2 separate regions of the Gossypium hirsutum genome follow, and region 2 is linked to region 1. Evidence: chromatin contacts called from public Hi-C data. All regions are on one chromosome and are shown on one strand. The core of a region is the stretch at or near the end of the contact, and the rest is flanking DNA. Distances in the headings are between cores, read along the strand shown. Region 1 holds the start of LOC107913389 (O-fucosyltransferase 39). Region 2 holds the start of LOC107913395 (kinesin-like protein KIN-14B).

Region 1 (5,005 bases), core at 505-3,004:
AGTTGCTTAAGATGTATTTAATGGACACTTGTTCCCAGACCCCTATTAATAAAACCAAACGAATTATTTTTAAAAAATATCACAAATTTTTTATAAAATTAAAGATAATAATATGGACAAATGTAAAATGAATTTGAATTAATCATAATAAATTTAAATAAAATTTGAAATCTACATTTTAAATCAAATTAGGTTTAAGCTAACTTAAAATCTTGGAACCCACTCCTCCAATCACAATAAATCCCCTAAATAATTAATCAATTTTAATAATATAAGAGGAAAACTACAATCCGAGTTTCAAAATATTTTTAGGATTATCGTTGAGTTTTTTAAATTTATAAATATAAAAAGAAGGTTCAACTTAGTTGATACGTGTCACTTCTTTTCTTTTTTAAATGTAAAGTCCCTATGTTATCCTCACCTATATATAATGGATCAACTCTTTCCCCTTTTCCTTTTGCATTATTTAAAAGAATGGTAAAATTTCAATTTTGGTCCCTATAGTATCCTCAAATTTAAGATTATATAACAATGGTCAAATTTTAATCCTGGTCTATGTGCTACACCCAAATATAAGATCTAATCTTTTTACTTCAACTTTTTTTTATATAATTTAGTGTCTCAACTTTAATAATGTCATTGATTAAAATGTTGATATAACTTTTAAGAGTTGTAAACACTCTTGAAATCATTTGTGAAGTTCAAGTCTATTGCTTTTTCTTTCGTTACATGGTTATTACGTAAGTGGATATTTTTTCAATTTCAAAATATTACACTAGTAAATTTTATAAAATAATTTAATTGGATTTAAAATTTTTAAATTCATAAAATAGAGGGACTAATTTCTTAAAAGTAAAAGTAGGAATACTAAATACTATAATCTTTAAATATTTACTCTATAATTTAGAGTTAAAAAATTAACCCATCATCGAAAAGTGGGAAAAATTGTACTAATAATATATGAAAACAACATACATAACGTAGATATTTTGTCTCCAACTATTGACACGTGATTACCTTTTTCTTTCTTTCTTTTTTTCTAAATAAGTTAATTTTTTTTCTGAAAACATCAATGCTTATAATATAATAAATAATAAATCATTTTAATCACCTAAATGAGTGGTCTTAATGTCGAATCCTTATGACAAAAGGAAAGAAGAAAATATGAGCCGATTTTGACAAGGTATGAATGACAATAAGACTAAGATATAAAGGAAGGAAGGTGATTTTTCCATTTTTTTAATGAAATTATTAATCAACAAAATTAATGGATTTTTTTACCTATATGTATCAGTCAAAATTACAGTAATTTTCAATTAATAATTCTCAATTTACGAGTTATGCACAGATTATATTTTGGTAAAATTTTATAAAGTGTTCTTATACTATGTTCTTTTAGGTAAATTTAGTCTTTGTACGATAGAAATACTTGTAGATTAGATTAGATCAAGTTAAAGTTTGATTTTTAAAAAAATTTCAAGTTCAAACTTGACCCGTCCAAAAAAAAACTTATACTACTATTTAAAAATTAATGAAATGTCAAAATATATAATTTTTTTATTAATTTATATATTTTTAAAATTCTTTTATTTAAATCGATAAATCATATTAGATTAACAAAAATACTATTGTTGAATCTTTCACATTCATCCAAAAACATGGGGCCCCCAGAAAAATGTGATCATGACTACCATATTTTCTATATGCATGAATGTAGTACCTAAAAAGACTTGAATAGTTTCGAAGGTAGCGTAGCGTCTGCGTCTGCGTCGGTGCTCTCATCTAATCACATTCTCATCACTATTCTCCCTTAAAGGTGGTTACTTTAATCAAAAGTTTCACAAATCCCCCCACCGCACCCAACGGTCTTATTTTTGTCTCTAACGAAACACTTGTGAAAAATAAAGAAATAACTTTTACCCACTGATTCATATTTTACTGTGATTTTCCGTGCACGACCACCAAGTTTCCAACTTTATCCATGGGGTATATATGTTCCTTATGGGTCCCCCCTTAAGAAATAAAGGACACCGTTTCTCATAATCAAAGCTTTACAGGTGTCTATGTCAGGCGCCTTAAGTAAGGCCATAATGTGAGAAACGAAGAGAAGGTGATGCATGCGGTGTTGGCTGGGTGCTTGAGTCTGCTTCTTCCTTCTTCTATGTTTCTTCTTTTCGGCTATATTGATTAAATTTTTGTTTTAAGCTTTGCTTGTTTGAGTGCTTTTCGCTATCAAGGCCTACCAAAGCCAACAAAGAAAAAAAAAACTGAGGAAAGTGGTCATTTGGAGATCTGGGTTTCTCAGCTTTAAGGGAAGAGTGATGATGAGATTAAATTACCAGAGGCATTGTTATCAGCTTCTTAGAAGAAAAGCAATGTGTGGGTTATTTGTGTTGATTTTCCCACTTATTTTTCCTTGTTTATTTACTCCATTCACCCATGCTTCTCCTTCTACGTTCTCGGTATGTTTCTATATCAAAATTTTTTCTTTGCTTAATTTTCTAGGGAAAAAAAATATGAGTTCTGGGTTCCTGTAAATTTCATGGAAAGATAAACGGGAAGTTTGGAGTTGTTTGAGAGAAATTTTTTGCAATTTACTAAAAATGGAAAGTACGGATGGTTTGGAGTTTAATTTGCCGACTGAAGTTTGTGGCTAACTGCAAGCTTATGTAGCTATGTGTCTGATAATCCGATTGCTTTATTAAAAATTATGCCAAATATGGCATTATTCTCTTTGGTGGTAATATATATAGTTAATTCACTTCAACTGGAAAGTCGAAATTTATAACCAATAATTGTTAATAGGGTATGTTGCTCAAACTCACTCTTTTATCTTTCCTGGAATATCCTGTCGGACATGGTGGCACTTGTGTCCCATATATATTTGAACATGAGACGCGATCCTCTAAAGGCCTTGTAAAATTAAATATACCCGTACTGAACATATATTCGAATAACACGACAAATGAAATGCTCATAACTTAACCTTTGTTGCAGGAGTGGAATGTCCCTAAACCTAGGCATTTACGTTTACTCAGGAGTGCCTTACAGCGCGAACGTGTGAGTAGATATGTTTCTTAAGCGGCATCTGCCCCTGTGTGTGCCTGGACTTGTAATTTTTTTGTCTGATTTATTTCTATGTTCCTATTCAGCTTACTGGGGAGCAATCTGATCTCTGGGCTCCTCTGGCTGACCAAGGGTGGAGACCATATCTTGGATCTGTAAATGCCCCTTGTGAGTTATTAGCCATGAGATTTTCTAGTTTTGGTTTCTTCATGATTGTTAATATTTGCTGAGTTATGAGACACTGAAACTGGAGTTTGCGGTGGGCAGCATTGCCACAGAAATCAGAAGGATATCTACAGGTATTTCTTGATGGGGGACTCAACCAGCAAAGAATGGGGGTAGGTTTTCGTATCTATTTTACATGCTTAGAGGAGTCGAGAATTGCGAACCATTCCGATATTTTCAGTCAAATGTTTGTTTTGGGAAAGGAATTAGATGGTAAGGTGTTACATTTACTGTTTTTGTAGATATGTGATGCTGTTGCAGTTGCTAAAATACTGAACGCAACGCTTGTGATCCCGCATCTTGAAGTAAATCCTGTCTGGCAAGATTCAAGGTACTTTATGGGGAAGGAATTTTTCCTTTTCCGTTGCTTATTCCAATGGGAAATGTCTGGTTTTTTGTGTCGGTTCTAAGGAAGCGTTTTTTCTGAAGCAATTACTTTCCCTGCAGCTCATTCATGGATATATTTGATGTGGATCACTTTATGAATGTGTTGAAGGATGACATCCCGATCATCAAAGCGCTTCCTGATGAATTCTCGTGGAGCACAAGGGAGTATTATGCCACTGCTATTCGAGGCACTAGAATAAAAAGAGCACCTGTTCATGCATCTGCAAACTGGTATCTTGAAAACGTCTTTCCCGTACTGCAGAGGTTGGTAGCAGCATGAACATTTTGTTTTAGTACACGGTTTAGTAGATTTTAGAAGTTTTGGGCTTAAGGACGTTTTTGTACCCTGTCATGCACTCGAACATGTCAGTTCCTGCCATGGTTTTAGTTTAGGAAATGTGAGCTAACCTGTTTGCCCAGTTTTGTGATTTTATCCCCGTTTCTTTCACTTGCCAATTTGTGTGATCTAAAAGCATGTCCTGTTTTGGTACAGTAATGGGATTGCTGCAATTTCTCCATTCTCTCACCGTTTGTCTTTTGACAACCTGCCGAGTGAGATCCAGCAACTACGATGTAAAGTCAATTTTAAAGCGCTTGTTTTTGTTCCGCACATTAGAGCACTGGGAGATGCCCTTGTCCATCGCCTAACGTATCCTCCAGGTCAAAGTCAAGCAAGTAGCACTGACTATCTCAGGGAGACCACCGATCAAAATGGCAAACAAAATCCGCAAAAATTTGTTGTGTTACACCTTCGATTTGATAAGGTATAACCAGCTTATACTGTAGATTGAGTTCCTCATTGAGCATATTAAAAGATAAGAACTGTAAACATTTACTTCTCTATATGCTTGAGCTCTGTTGTTAAGATATCTGTTTGATCATTTCGACCATGTACACTATCTGCCTGCAAAACTTATACATGCGGTATCCGTAGAAAATGTGAGATGGTCATCTGTTGTCAAAGTTACATGGTTACATACACAGTTTAACACTCTTTATACATTAGTTCAGTTAACAAGCTTTAAGGATGGAAGATGATTGACCTATTTGATTTTAGTGTTTTCTCCAATGACTTTCTATTTTATGGCCAGTCACTGGTTTTCTCACTAACCTTTGATACGTGCAGGATATGGCTGCCCATTCGGCCTGTGATTTCGGTGGGGGTAAGGCTGAAAAATTGGCTCTGGCCAAGTACCGGCAAACAATTTGGCAAGGAAGAGTTCTCAATTCACAGTTTACAGACAAAGAGTTGAGAAGTCAGGGGCGTTGCCCGTTGACTCCTGAAGAAATCGGATTGCTGCTGGCAGCTTTGGGTTTCGACAATAAT
Region 2 (5,080 bases), core at 2,220-4,719, 160 kb before region 1:
AATTAAAAATAATAAGAGAGAGAGAGATTATCTAATAAGATGGTAATTCGCCATTTTATCCCAAGTAAATGCATAGCAATTCTAGTTTTGATCTTATAGATAGATACATAGACATAGTGCAAGAGCACATGCACATATGACACACATGTAGAGAGAGAAATAGAGGGAAACAACCATGGTGTGTGTCTTTCCTGACTGAGTTTGTCCGTAAGCAAATATGGAAATATTATATCCATCCAAGGCTGATTGCACAAATGGTTGAACATCACTGAACAGCTCAGCTACAGAGAAACATATGTCATTATACTCTTGTTTTAACTAACATGTATAACCACTACCAGCAATAAAAAAGTAAATTAGATATTTTGACAGTCACAAATTCTGGTCAATTCCTTCTTTCTTAAATTAATAAAAGAAACGGTACTAACCTTGTCCAACATGAGGCCCATAAACCCTGTCAAATTCAAAATCTTTTTTGGGGTTGGCAATTGTATCATCACCGGTATTTATACGAATAGTACACTCATCAGGAAATTCAACAACTGAAGGACCTTCATCTTCAAAAAGTGGTCTTGTCCGACAAAATAACTTTATGTTTCCTGAAAAAAGAATCTCATTTCTCAAAGAAAAGTACTATCATCATGACATGAAAAACAGATAGAAATAATACATGCTAGTTGGAAAGTACAAAGTTGGAAAGTACCTTTGGCTGTCAATAAGTCATTAAACAACCTTTTCTTCTCATTGACCAACGGAGATATTCTAGCCTCACTTTCAAGGGCAAATTGATCTGCCATTTATATTTAGAGACAATTTATAACCATCAATAGAAGTAATAGAACTCAGCAACAACAAAATCTTGAAATGAAGGGGCAATAGTGTAACCATTTGGAGTATACAGGTATTTTATCAATTTGCAGTAATTTATATTTTTAAGATATGATGCTCTTTACTTTGCTTTCCCACCTTTCTTTTATTGTCAAATAGAATACAAATTCTTGAATGATCTTATCAAACAAAAAAAATTGAAGACAAACCTAACAAAACAAAATCACACCATTCACCATCAAATGCATAAAATTGTGGATAAACAGGAGACCCTCATAATGCTTTGGTTGATTACCATATCCATATTACCAAACATTTATGACGTTACCACATTTTAGCTTCCCTAGTGGTTATATTTCCATGCTTCAGCAGCAAACTTCCAATAAAAGGCATTAAAACAAGGGTGACACAACTCCTGCAACATGCATAAAGGAAATAAAGAATTTATTTTCTTTATCCTTTTTACTGTTTTTAACCAAACAACTAATTTCTTTTGCTCTCCTTATTTCTTCTTAGTGCTTCTTTTAAAAGCATTTTTGGATCCCCTTTGTTCTTTTTGGACAAGGGGTCAACATAAAGCACTTTTAACTTTTTTCTTTAAATTTTTATCTCAAAATTCATCTCATGAGCACAAAATCATAGGCAACAGGAAAAAATAGCACAATGTTTCTTCTAAAAATTACAAGGTGATTACAAATAAACCAAACCCCGGAGAAGAATCTTTGGAATATACCATTAGACATGCAAACCAAGCACTAAAATAGCTGAAGCATAAGGAATTCATGAACGTAACCCAAACAAACTGCCACTAAACCTTAATATATTACCTAGTTTACGAGTTTTATCAGCAAGAACACCTAGGTAACGTGTAAGTCGATCGAGTTTAGCATTTGAATATTCCTGCAGATCATTAACTTCCTGTCGCAACTCCAAGTAGTCTTCTTTTGCAAGCTGCCAAATTAATGTAATAAAAAAATGCATCAAACACAAGACACTACAATGATAAAACCCAGAATGCTTACTAAATTACTATAGTGAGCCAAAACAATTTTTGCTTTAGTCCCACCCCAAAAAAGCTTCTAACATCAAAGACATCATATGTTACCAATCATTATTTCAGACTTCAGAAAATACCAGAGAAATTAAGGATTTCCAAAACTGTTCTTTCATAAAGCTTGAATGCATATGACAAGAGTCAAAATTATTCACTCAAAATTTCGTAATCAACTTCAACCCAAGCAATCACCTAATCCATATGCTATCTTTTCAGACCAAGGAGATACAACAAAACTTAGGTAATAATATAGAAGCTCATTTATTAATAGAATCAAAGACAAGTATCACATCCGAAAACCAGAGCACAGATCCCTTAATGGCTTCCCAAGAAAAATAAGCCAGACCTTGGAGTATATTAACATTAGATTAATTGACTTTTGAATTGTCAGCCAGCTATTTCATTTGCTATTCTCAAGCCACTGTTTGGTAATGGCTCGTGTTGTTGTCCCTCAAGATCAGCACATGCATTATGTCAAAGATTCATTATCAGTATTAGAAGTTTTCCACAGAACTATCATAAAATTGCCATATAGGATAGGAGGGGAAAACTTTTCTTTTCATCCAAATACTGGGCAACAAAGTCCACTCAAATATCATAAAAAGGGGCATCCCAATCGACATTTGACACAATGCACAATCTTACAACAGTTGAAACCAACACAATTTGGATCATCAAGAAGGATCCGAAGCTTGTGTAGCAAGAATGCGACCAGTATTAAACATTCTCAACTAACTGAGTTTTCTGCATGAACAGCAATTCACATTCCAGAAACTGATGACCAAGTTGTGGTTCATCAAATCCAAATTCTAATTTGCCATTAAAATTTTATACAGTTTTGAGCTCCTCCATTGAATTTGGATCAATTTCCCAGCAAACCTAATCTTCCAGAAAATGACATTAAAAAAGCATATTCTAGTTGTATTTGTTAAAATTTATAGATTAAAACAAACTACTCAAAAACACTGCATGTTAATTCCTAAAAACGGAGCTTAGTTAAAATCACATTGATAGACTAAAGCGACTTCTTCAACTCCATCGGAACAAGTTACCAGCTAAAACACTAATCACTCGAAAACTTTGACAATCCGAAGCCGATTCACACCGTTACCTTAACTTTATCCTTCAATCGGAGCACCTTAGAAGCCAAAGCCTGCTTAGAAAATTCCGAAGAAAACGGCGAAGCCAACGAGGAGGCAGCCGAGATCGAGTACCGTCGCATCAACGGCGCAACACTGGCCCTAGGTAGGTCCTCCGGAGACGACGGCGACGTCCGCCGTGGCTCGAAGCCACTCACCTCCCAGTTCCACCGGTTATTGTTGCTACTCTTCTGCTCCCCCATCGCCCCAAACAAATTGGGGAAAAAATGAATAAAAGCTCAAAAAAATAATATCCAAAAAGAGGCAGGGGTTTTTCAAAATCTAGTGGTAGTAGTAGCAGTAATGTAAATGCTGCGTTCCCGATGAGCTATGTTTGGCTCATTTTAATTTTAATTTTAATTTTAATTTTTCAATTTTATTTTTAATTTTTCCCTCTTTGGGGATTATAAACGAGGGGATGGGGGAAACGGGTGGGACTGGGCGTAAAACGTAGTCATTTTCCAAACTTTATGAAGGGAACAATTATGTGGGACAATTTCAGACGCAATCAAATGTGCGTTTGGAAATGGTTCGGAAATCGCTCTCACGCACCACAGACTGTTTGTTTTTCTTTTAAATAGAGAGGGAGCGTGTGATTTCTTATGCTTCAGCGTGTCCAAACATCTGTTCATAAATGTGTTGGATCAACATTTAACTCAATTTTGTATTGGTTTTAATTTTTTGTCCAATCCAAATTTCTGCCCCCTCCCTTCCACATTTTTATTATTATATTTATTTTGAAATCTATAATATACATAACGGATCAATTAATGTTATCCATCTTGTTAAATAATTAAATAACAATTGAGCTTTTTAAAAAGTAAAACCAATAATATAAATTCATCATCCATCAAAAATAAATTATTTTTTTATAAAAACATATCCTTAAATCAATTGTGAGAAGTATTATCATATATCAAATTTAAATATTACCTGAATTTTTTAAAATAAATAAATAAATCACACGATGATGAATTAGGTATGGTTAATCCAAAACTTTTGAAAGACGGATAAATTTGATCTACGGACAACACAAGAAAACTGCCTGTGAATTGTTTGTTCTTTATCCCAAAATTTGAAAGCTTTTTATAAGTTATTTGTGGTTGGGTCATGGGTGAGTTTATTGAGAGCAAAATTATGTGTGTTTGCAGGATGAGCTGGCAAAAACATGTTTCTATGATTTTCTTTTTTTTAATTTGTTGGCAGGCTTTGTTCCTTTTGGATATGGCAAAACCCGCCTCACCCTTTCAAACATTCCTATTTACCCAAAAAAAAACACTGAAAGGCTAATTTTCTTTATAGCATGCATTTGAAATCAGATTTTATCAACTTTTCTTTTCTTTTTTTTTTTGGGGTACAAAGAATTTATTAGTTTCTTATTAAAGAATTAAAAAGGCTGTGATAAAATAATAAAAAGGGATGGGTGGCACCATCTTTTGAAATGATGATGAACATCATCATATTTTGAGTGTAGATGCAGACATTTTATTTTTCTATAAATGATTTCTTAGTTTCTGACGTATTGCTTTTCTTACTATCATTGCAATACCAAGTAGCTTTTTCATAAGTTTTCTTAACATGAATTACAAATCTCTTTTTCCATCTCTGTGAAATCTTCTATGGTTGTTGATTCTCTCGGTGATCTCTTTCTTATTTATAATCACCTCTCTTTTGATTTTCCATTTAAACTCTAATGTCACGTTTGATTAAAGTAATATATTTTTACATGTTTTAGTTATTGGTTAATTGTAAACTTTTTCTTCATCTTATTACACTAGTAACAATTAACCAAACATAGCATAAGTCACTTTCTAGTTTTTCAACATATTTCCGTTCCATTCTCTTATTTTGCTAGTTTGCATTGCTCTAGATAACGATAACAAGGATGTTGTGAATGATATTGTGAGCAAAAACCTTAAAAATAAACTCATCGTGATTTATCTAAAGGCAAATGCCAAAATCGATGATTGAGTCAGGAAACTCTATCAAGTAAAAAAAGTAGTTCCGAATAAAGAAGTTAGAACGAGACCAATGATGATTCTAAAGAATGTGTGGCTCT

Evidence for each region. A called contact is a pair of places that touch in the nucleus more often than the background predicts.
Region 2: a contact with region 1 is called in a Hi-C map of leaf, with 1.7 times the contacts expected there. The contact joins the promoter of LOC107913395 here to the promoter of LOC107913389 in region 1. A contact is called at or near these places in 3 of 34 Hi-C or Micro-C datasets (all in leaf).

Annotation. Positions count from the first base shown.
Region 1 is chrD11:31,828,602-31,833,606 of Gossypium_hirsutum_v2.1, reverse strand. It overlaps LOC107913389 (O-fucosyltransferase 39), which reads left to right and starts at 1,754. Exons shown (of 10, transcript XM_041104041.1): 1 at 1,754-2,462; 2 at 2,998-3,060; 3 at 3,153-3,234; 4 at 3,334-3,404; 5 at 3,534-3,622; 6 at 3,739-3,942; 7 at 4,172-4,442; 8 at 4,805-5,005. The coding sequence starts at 2,322.
Region 2 is chrD11:31,986,516-31,991,595 of Gossypium_hirsutum_v2.1, reverse strand. It overlaps LOC107913395 (kinesin-like protein KIN-14B), which reads right to left and starts at 3,469. Exons shown (of 24, transcript XM_041104044.1): 1 at 2,994-3,469; 2 at 1,656-1,779; 3 at 704-790; 4 at 429-599; 5 at 175-281. The coding sequence starts at 3,224.